Regions from separate parts of the Sus scrofa genome. Here regions 2 and 3 are each linked to region 1. The links are chromatin contacts, called in public HiChIP or PLAC-seq and promoter capture Hi-C maps. All regions are on one chromosome and are shown on one strand. The core of a region is the stretch at or near the end of the contact, and the rest is flanking DNA. Distances in the headings are between cores, read along the strand shown. Region 1 holds the start of GLE1 (nucleoporin GLE1). Region 2 holds the start of NUP188 (nucleoporin NUP188 homolog). Region 3 holds the start of C1H9orf16 (UPF0184 protein C9orf16 homolog).

The links. Promoter capture Hi-C pulls out the DNA fragments that hold promoters and counts their contacts. HiChIP or PLAC-seq counts read pairs in DNA pulled down with a chosen protein or histone mark.
Region 2: a contact with region 1 is called in an H3K27ac HiChIP or PLAC-seq map of alveolar macrophages. The contact joins the promoter of NUP188 here to the promoter of GLE1 in region 1. A contact is called at or near these places in 1 of 5 promoter capture datasets (liver) and 1 of 2 datasets of contacts at active chromatin or transcription factors (alveolar macrophages).
Region 3: a promoter capture Hi-C map of liver shows a contact between it and region 1, with 4 times the contacts expected there. The contact joins the promoter of C1H9orf16 here to the promoter of GLE1 in region 1. A contact is called at or near these places in 1 of 5 promoter capture datasets (liver) and 1 of 2 datasets of contacts at active chromatin or transcription factors (alveolar macrophages).

Annotation. Positions count from the first base shown.
Region 1 is chr1:268,892,940-268,895,791 of Sscrofa11.1, reverse strand. GLE1 (nucleoporin GLE1) reads right to left here and starts at 1,511. Exons shown (of 16, transcript XM_003122222.5): 1 at 1,293-1,511. The coding sequence starts at 1,391. It also overlaps a transcript of ODF2 not described here.
Region 2 is chr1:269,258,045-269,260,896 of Sscrofa11.1, reverse strand. It overlaps NUP188 (nucleoporin NUP188 homolog), which reads right to left and starts at 1,401. Exons shown (of 43, transcript XM_021069837.1): 1 at 1,303-1,401. The coding sequence starts at 1,334. It overlaps DOLK (dolichol kinase), which reads left to right and starts at 1,413. Exons shown (of 1, transcript XM_001928919.5): 1 at 1,413-2,852. The coding sequence starts at 1,741.
Region 3 is chr1:268,614,651-268,617,502 of Sscrofa11.1, reverse strand. It overlaps C1H9orf16 (UPF0184 protein C9orf16 homolog), which reads right to left and starts at 1,463. Exons shown (of 2, transcript XM_001927625.5): 1 at 1,172-1,463. The coding sequence starts at 1,250. It also overlaps a transcript of LCN2 not described here.

The DNA.
Region 1 (2,852 bases), core at 262-2,761:
TGGCTCAGTGGTTAACGAAGCTGACTAGCATCCATGAAGATGTAGGTTCAATCCCTGGCCTCGCTCAGAGGGTTAAGGATCTGGCATTGCCATGAGCTGTGGTGTAGGTTGAAGATACAGCTCACATCTGACGTGGCTGTGGCTGTGGTGTACGCCGGCAGCTGTAGCTCTGATTGGACCCCTAGCCTGGGAACCTCCATATGCCATGAGTGCGGCCCTAAAAAGACCAAAAAAATAAAAATAAAAGACGGAAATACACATACAAGGTTACAAGTAATGGATCATAACTCACTGAATAAAACAGGAACCCGTGAGGATAGTGATATAAATAATTAAACGGGAGAAACGAAAGCACTTCCTTACAATATGTATAAGGAATGGTAGACATAAAGAAACACCATTTGGCTACATCACAGAAGAGACTAATTCATGCAGAAGTCGTCAATAAACGCTAAGGGTGGAGGTTTGATGAGAAAAAAAATATATTGGTCTAATCTTGGAATACCCCCCCACAAAACAGTAATCAATTACAAAGGGAAAAATGATTTTCAAGTGGATTGGTATCTGGCAGATACCAGTGTGACCATGTGATCAAGGTCAGTGCCATCACCAGTGCTGGGCTGGAATGAAGCACCTGTGTGTTACTGATGTGACCTATTCATGTGACTTACTGAGAACACAGCATCATTTCTGTGGTATTCCTGCCAAGAACGCATAACCTGAGTCTACACCAAACAGACTCGTGCTGGGATTCATGCTATATAAAGTATGTATTCTTTAAAACTGTCAAAGACATAACAAGGAAATGCTTTAGAACTGACACATTTAAGCCTGAAGAGACAAACGTCACGTCTGTACCTAGATTACCAGCAACTCGGGAAGAAGAGCTGAGCCTTAACTGTCTACAGTACAGGGCTTTGCAAATCCCAGGTGCACGGACCACGCCCCCATTACACTTTCCAGGTCTGCCCAATGTCATCTAAAAATCTGGTCTTTTCATTGGGAGCAATAGGTTAGGTCACATTAACCTTTCACCGCTAAATCTGGATCTCCCAACGGAAGAGACGCGCAGTAAATTCGCTGACCCTAAGAGGCAGGGGCGCCTGACTCCGGCCTGGAGGAGAGCACTGAAACCTCCAGAGAAGGGCACCTCTGAATAGGGGCTCCCCGAAAAGCCAAACCAGGCGGGAGAAGGCAGAAACGCCAAGGCAGGGTGAGGCGCACTCAGGAGTCAACGGCTGGTTGTTACAAAGAAGCAGCGTCCCGTGACGCGCCTCTGGGCCATTGCTCACCTCGCCCCGCAGCAGCCAGTCGCGGTGGTAGCACAGGCGACCTTTGCCCGAACTGCGCAGCGCCTGCAGGGTCTCCCAGCAGCGACCTTCCGAAGGCATGGCCTGCCTCGAAGCAGCTCCTCACAGGTGCCGCCGGAGACAAAACAACTCCTCGAATCAGCCGCCCGGAAACGGGTGCTCGCTTCCGCTTCCGGGGCGCGCACGCAGCTGCGCACTGCAACCCCGCCCCTAACGTCCGCATGGCCCCGCCCCCTGCGCCGAGCCCGCCCACTGACGCGCTTGCGCACGGAGCTCGGCTCTGGACTGTCGCTGCGTTCCAGGGAGCTGGGTAGACCGAAGGCCTTCGAAGGCCGGCCCTTTGAGCTTGCAGAAAACTGAATAGGTGGTGATGAGGAATGCAGAGGCATTGGAACCCTCAGACACTGCCGATGGGGGTCTAAAAGGGGGCAACTCCTGTGGAAAACAGTCTAGCACTTGGTCAGAAGGTTAAAGAGTTAACATTGACCCGGCAGTTCAGCTTCGTATATACCCAAAAGCTACGTGTCCACAAAGAACGTAGAATATTGGTAGCAGCATGATGTACAATTGCCAAAAGATGGAAGCTCAAGTGCCTATCAACTGATGAGTCAATAAGATATGGTGTATCCACACAATGGAATATTGGGCCACAAAAATCAAGTACGAATACACGCCTACAACATGAAACCTTGAAAACACTATAAGTGAAAGGAGACAGTCACCATATTGTGATTTATGTGAAATGGGCAAAGTGACAAAGCCAAAAAGACATAGGGACTTTATTAGTGGTTGCCAGGGGCTGGGAGGACGGGAATGGGGAGTGGATGCTAACAGGTACGGGATTCACTTATGGGTGATGAAAATGTTCAAGAATTAGATAAAGGTGGTGGTTGCACAACTTTGAATATACGAAAAACCGCTGGATCATGCACTTGAAAAGAATGCATTTTATGTTACGTGAATTCTACCTCAACAAATGATTCACCGTTGCCGGAGGCCAGCTTTAAATAGGGACACTTGAACTTTTGACTCTTTTCCCCATTTCATGGGATCTCAGTTGAGGCAGAAAGGAAAACGCTCTGGAGTCTGAAGCAATAGAAACATTTTTCATTTATCAAAAACACTCTGGGCTTTTTGTCATACAGTATTTTACAAAGAAAAATAGAACGTTGTTGGGAGAATTCCAGCAATGGCCCCCAAGGGGGGTGTTTCCCACACCAGCATCACCCACAGCAGAGCTCTGTACTGAAGAGGTTTCCATTAGTTTGACAAAAATAAGAGTCATGAGTTATACAGAAATGAATACACATGGGTGTGAGTTTGCCAACTGTCTTTTTTTTTTTTTTTTTTTTTGGCTGCACCCATGGCATATGGAAATTCCCAGGCCAGGGATGGAATCCAAGCCCCACCTATGTCACAGCTGAAGCAACGCCAGTTCCTTAACCCACTGCACCTTAATCCACAGCGACATGAGCTACTGTAGTCAGATTTGTTTAATTATTCATTTTTGGCTCTTTAGGGCTGTACCGCAGCATATGAAAG
Region 2 (2,852 bases), core at 152-2,651, 370 kb before region 1:
GAACGCGCCTGGCCCTGCAGGAGCTGACCTTTACCCAAGCTCCACAAGGACTGTAAGACAAGCCTAAAAAAAGGAGAGCACAGCGACCACAATGCTGCCCGATACAAGAGCTGACATGAAAAACAGCGGAGGAGAAAAACACAAACTGCTCCAGAAATAGTTCGATGGAAATTCCAGAGAAGAGAAATCTCACTTGAAACTTTACATGATTAAAAAGTATCATCACAATGGAAAAAAAAAAAAAAAAGTCACTTGAGCAGAGAGGCGCAGGAAGTCGTACAGAGAACAAGGGCAATACTTGTCATAAATATTTACTCAGAGCCTATTCCATGCTCTTCGGAGTGTTGAGTAGTAGTGAAAAGCCAAAAAAAGTAGCGAAACACTGCAGGCACAGGGAAGAAGTGACAAGGGGACGGTTAGCCGGGAGGGTGGCCGCGAGAATGGAAGCCGCTTCGAGCTGTAAGTGGAAGATGGAAGTGTGGCGATCTGGTTACAGATCCAGAGGCAGACACACGCCTGTTCGAAGCCTCACCGGACCCCTCCGCCAGTTCTGAGTTGGGTCTATGAGTCATCTATCCGTAAAACACAAGGTGCCGCTCGGAGTCGTGGGAGTTCAAGGAGATAAAGCCATGGAAAAGAACGCGCCTCGCCAGCCCGGCGCTGGTATCGCTCCAGAAGTAAGAACTGTCTCTTTCTTTTGAGTATTTTATCTTCCCGTCCCCAAAGCCCAGTACAGTGCGTGGGGTGTCCGCTGACGGAATCAATACAGGAGAAAATGAATAGATGGATGAATGAAAGGCTGGGCGGCCCAAGAGGGCAGAAACTGCAGGAACGTGGCTCGGCGACGCCCGAAACAGACCTTCCATGGAGAGCACATGCGGGACCCTGGGGAGCGCCGCCGGGAAGGGCCCAGGAGGCTGCGGCGGGGACGGGGTGGGGGCTCCCCGGGCGACCGCGAAGCGCCCCGTCGCGCCTCGAGGGAGCGTCACGCCAGCCAGGAAGCGGGAGGGGGGCGCCGAGGGACGCGCCACGGGGAGAGGGGAAGAAGGGAAAGGAACCGGAGACCGGAGGCGGGCGCCGAGGGAAGGGGTAAGGCACCGGCCCCCTCTCCGAGAAGTCGCTTCAGATGCCCGCGCGCCGAGACCGTTTGGCCGTAACCGCCTCCATCCCGGCGCCCGTCCGCCTAGCCGGCCTTCGCCCCGCCACTGCCGCTACATCGTGCCCTCAAATCCCGCCCCGCTTCCGGCTCGGATTCGACCCGGCGCCTAACAGCCACCCCCGCTGACTCGGCCCGCTCCGCACCTCACACACGGCCCGGTGGCGGCCGCCGCCATCTTCGCGCGCGCGCGCCCTAGCCCCGCCCCCAGACGCCGCGCCCACGTGACCGCTCGCCTCCGGGGCGTGGACGGGGCTTTTCGTCACGTGACGGCGGGCGGGGCCAACATGGCGTGGCCCGGAGCGGTGAGGACTCCCGGGCGAGGGCGGTCGAGTCAGTGAGGGAGTCGGTGGAGGAGCGACACCTACGCTTGAGGTGGGAGACGTTGGAGCGTGACCTGACGCCAGCTCCTTGCCTGCACAGAGTGATCATTCAGTGGCGCTTCCCTTCTGGCAGCAGGAGAGCGGATAGAGAACGTGCTGGCTGGGTGAAGCTACCGCTCTGTGCCTGGCGAGGATTGAGGAGCCCAGAATCCAAGGCATCTCCAGTCACCCGGGTTTCCCCGGGGTCCCAGATCTAGAGACATGACCCGAGAGTGCGCTCCTCCGGCCTCTGGGTCCGGGGCTCCGCTGAGCGGGTCCGTGCTGGCAGAGGCAGCGGTGGTGTTCATAGTGGTACTGAGCATCCACGCAGCAGTGTGGGATCGGTACTCGTGGTGCGCCGTGGCCCTCGCCGTGCAGGCCTTCTACGTCCAATACAAGTGGGACCGACTGCTACAGCAGGGAAGCGCGGTCTTCCAGTTCCGAATGTCCGCAAACAGTGGCCTCCTGCCCGCTTCGGTGGTCATGCCTTTGCTCGGACTGGTTATGAAGGAGCGCTGCCAGGCTGCGGGGAACCCATACTTTGAGCGCTTTGGAATTGTGGTGGCGGCCACTGGCATGGCAGTGGCCCTCTTCTCGTCAGTATTGGCTCTGGGCATCACTCGCCCGGTGCCCACCAACACCTGTGTCATCTCGGGCTTGGCTGGAGGTGTCATCATTTATATCATGAAGCACTCTCTGAGTGTAGGCGAGGTGATAGAGGTCCTGGAGGTCCTGCTGATCTTCGTCTACCTCAACATGATCCTGCTGTACCTGTTGCCCCGCTGCTTCACCCCTGGAGAGGCTCTGCTGGTATTGGGTGGCATCAGCTTCATGCTCAACCAGCTCATTAAGCGGTCTCTGACTGTGGTGGAAAGCCAGGGAGACCCCTTGGACTTCTTCCTGCTGGTGGTGGTGGTAGGGATGGTGCTCATGGGCATCTTCTTCAGCACCCTCTTTGTTTTCATGGATTCAGGCACCTGGGCCTCCTCCATCTTCTTCCACCTCATGACCTGTGTGCTGGGCCTTGGCGTGGTCCTGCCCTGGCTTCACCGGCTCATCCGCAGGAATCCCCTGCTCTGGCTTTTTCAGTTCCTCTTCCAGACGGAGACCCGAGTCTACCTCCTGGCCTACTGGTCTCTGCTGGCCACCTTGGCCTGCCTGGTGGTGCTATACCAGAATGCCAAGCGGTCATCTTCTGAGTCCAAGAAGCACCAGGCCCCCACCATTGCTCGGAAGTATTTCCACTTCATTGTGGTAGCCACCTACATCCCAGGTATCATCTTTGACCGGCCACTGCTCTACGTGGCCGCCACCGTGTGTCTGGCGGTCTTCAT
Region 3 (2,852 bases), core at 214-2,713, 280 kb after region 1:
TGGGGCTCAGCTTCGTCTGTCAAGTGTCAAGGGTGCTTCAAAGTCCCAAGCCTTTGTCTTCCGATGGGGACGCCCTCTCCACCCCCCACTCTGCCATGCACTAAGTCCAGGGAATCTGCCAACTTCCACTCGGTGTGACTCCCAGGAGGTCCTCCCTGATGCTCCCACCACAGCTCCCAGTGCGATTAACCACGCCTGGTGGCTGTCCACCAGCAGTGCCCCCGGCAAACCGGCAGCTTACCACTTACCCCACTTACTCTACCTCTTTATTAAACACAGACCCTGAGAGAGGACGTGTTCTAAAGCTATTGTGGTGATAGGTGCACAGCTCTTTGAATAACCTAAAACCCACCGAATTGTACAATTTAAGTGGCTAGATTGTATAGGATGTGAATTATAACTCAATAAAGCTGTTCCTGAAAACAAACCAAAAGCAGACTCCATACTTAGCCCATGCTTACTGTCCTGCCCTCTAAATTAATAAACTAATTTTTATTACACTGAAGGGAATAATAACCACTTTCAGAACACTTGCGTGCTTGGAACCTGCTAAGTATTTTCCATTCATTTTCTCATTTAATCCTGGCCCATCTCAATGCAGAAGACACTAACCATCATTCTTATTTTGCAGATGGGGAAACGGAGGCTCCAGAAGGTGAGAAGGGAGCTGACGGTTCTCTCTCCACACCCCCACCCCCACCCCCCGCAGTGCTGTGCAGGCAACAGGCGACTTTAGTAAGCAAGTCACATTCGCCAGGGCTCCAAGCCACACCAGCAAAGGGGGCAGGGGATGCTGATTCAGCAAGTTGGCACGCCCACCCAGAGGGTCCACGCCCGGCCCCGCCCCCCCCCAGGAGCCTCGGTCCCCACAAGGACTGAAAGAAGTGGCTGGAACAAATCCCAGTCCCCAAAGAGCGAGGGACCCTGAAGCGGCCTCAGTTTCCCCGTCTGGAAAACGGGGTTTGCCCACGGAAGTTCCCGATTGCTACGATTTCCAGGGACCCGCTGGCAGTGCTCTCCCGGGGCGCCTGCAGCTCCCGACCCACCCTGGGGCGGGGGGATGGGGAAGGCTCTGCAGTCCCTTCCCTGCCCCTATCCCAAGCTCCAATTCCCCTTCTCAGGAGGGCACCCCCGAGAAAGCAAACGTCGCTTCAGCAGCCCTCTGGGTCACCTGCTTCCCCGAAGCCGTCATTCTCGCCTTCCGCGCCCGCCTCCACCGGCATGCCCAGGTCCCCGTTGGGGCCCGACATTGCGGGCTCGGGCGCCGCAAGGACCGCGCGACGATGGAAAGCGGCGACGGTCGCGCAGACAGCCGGCACCAGGCGGAAGGTGGAGGCGGTGAATGGAACTCGGAGCCGGAAGGGTGGAACGCGCCGGAGGAAAGCGCTTGGGTGGCCGGGGCCCCGCCCCCGAGGCCGGAGCCCCGGGGCCCGAGCTCCGCCCTCTCTCCGCCCCACCGCCGGAACTCCGCCCCTGCTCTGCCGCCAGACTCCGCCCCTACGCTCGAGCCCCGCCCCCACCCTGCCTCACAGTCGAGCTCCGCCCACTTCCGCCAGACGTCCTCCGACCCCAGCCCAGGCCCCGGGCCCGCCCCCATCCCGGCCGCCGGGAGAGACCATCCTGGGGCATCCTGCCGAGAATGTCAGGTGGTGCGGGCTTGGCCCTCGGCGAGGGCACGTGAGCCCGACAGAGGAGCAGGGCAGCCTGGGACCCCTACTCCAACCCATACTGCAGCTGAGGACCTGCGGGTAAGCTAGCCAGCGCCTCTGCGTGGGCAAAATCTGAGATGCGTGGTTTCCAGGGCCCCTAATGTATGGAGAAGGTATCCGTTCACAGCCACCTTGAGAGTCATGGTCAGGAGAGTGCAGCTTGTGGCTGTCAGTCCGGGAAGGCTTCCGGATAAAGTCTACCCAGCTGCCATCACACCCTATCCTTTTTACCAGCTGGGAAGGGGAGGCCTGCCCAAAGTCACCCAGCCAGAAAGCGTTGCTCCTGAGCTGGACTCAGAGCCGTGAACCCGTTCAGGGGTGCCCCTGAGTCCGGTCCGCGTCTGGGGAGAGGGGCTCACTTATTGGGGCTCTTGTAGCTGAAGCTGCTAGGAGGCCCCATGGCTGCTACAGCCTGGTCCTGGCCTCACACTGGCGGTTCCTGTGAACAGGCCAGCCTCTAGGTGGGGTCAGGCCCAGACCCCGATGATGACAGCAGGAAGGGATCCTCTCTGTCCCAGAAGCTGCCTTATTGTTTCAACTGAGCAACACGGAGGCACAGTGAGTCCTCCTGTGGTCAGAGCCACCACTGACTTACATAAGGGCAGCCCTGCCTTCCCCTTAACCAGGCTGAGTGGAGGCGACGCCCTCCACGGAGCCAGAGTGGGAAGAATCGCAGTGAACTGCCCCCACCCAAGTCAGCTGACCCTCCTTGATGTTGAGGGGTGGGTACCCTTCCTCCCTCTGTCCCCCTAGTACCCCCTTCCAGCCAAGCCTCTGCTTACTCCCTACCACTTGGGGCTGGATACCTGCCCTCAGCCCCCTCAGAAGATGCTGTGTCCATGGCTGGGGCAGGTGGCAGAGAGCACCCAAGCCATTCCTGGAGAGGGATGAGTCTTGGGCTCCAGAAGGGTCCTGGGAGTGTACCTGGGGAAGCAGGACCTGCGGCTCAGACTTGATCCCTGGCCCAGAAATTCCGTATGCTGTGGGTGCAGCAAAAAAAAAAAAAAAAAATGCTGGCTATCGGTTCTGTGGCCTCTATCCTTTGCTGAAGACCACAAAGGGGGGTCCAAGAGCGATGCTAATGTGAGCCCACCCTCTGCCTGTCCTCCTCCCAGATGGGACAGGGGTCAAGGAGCACAGGCT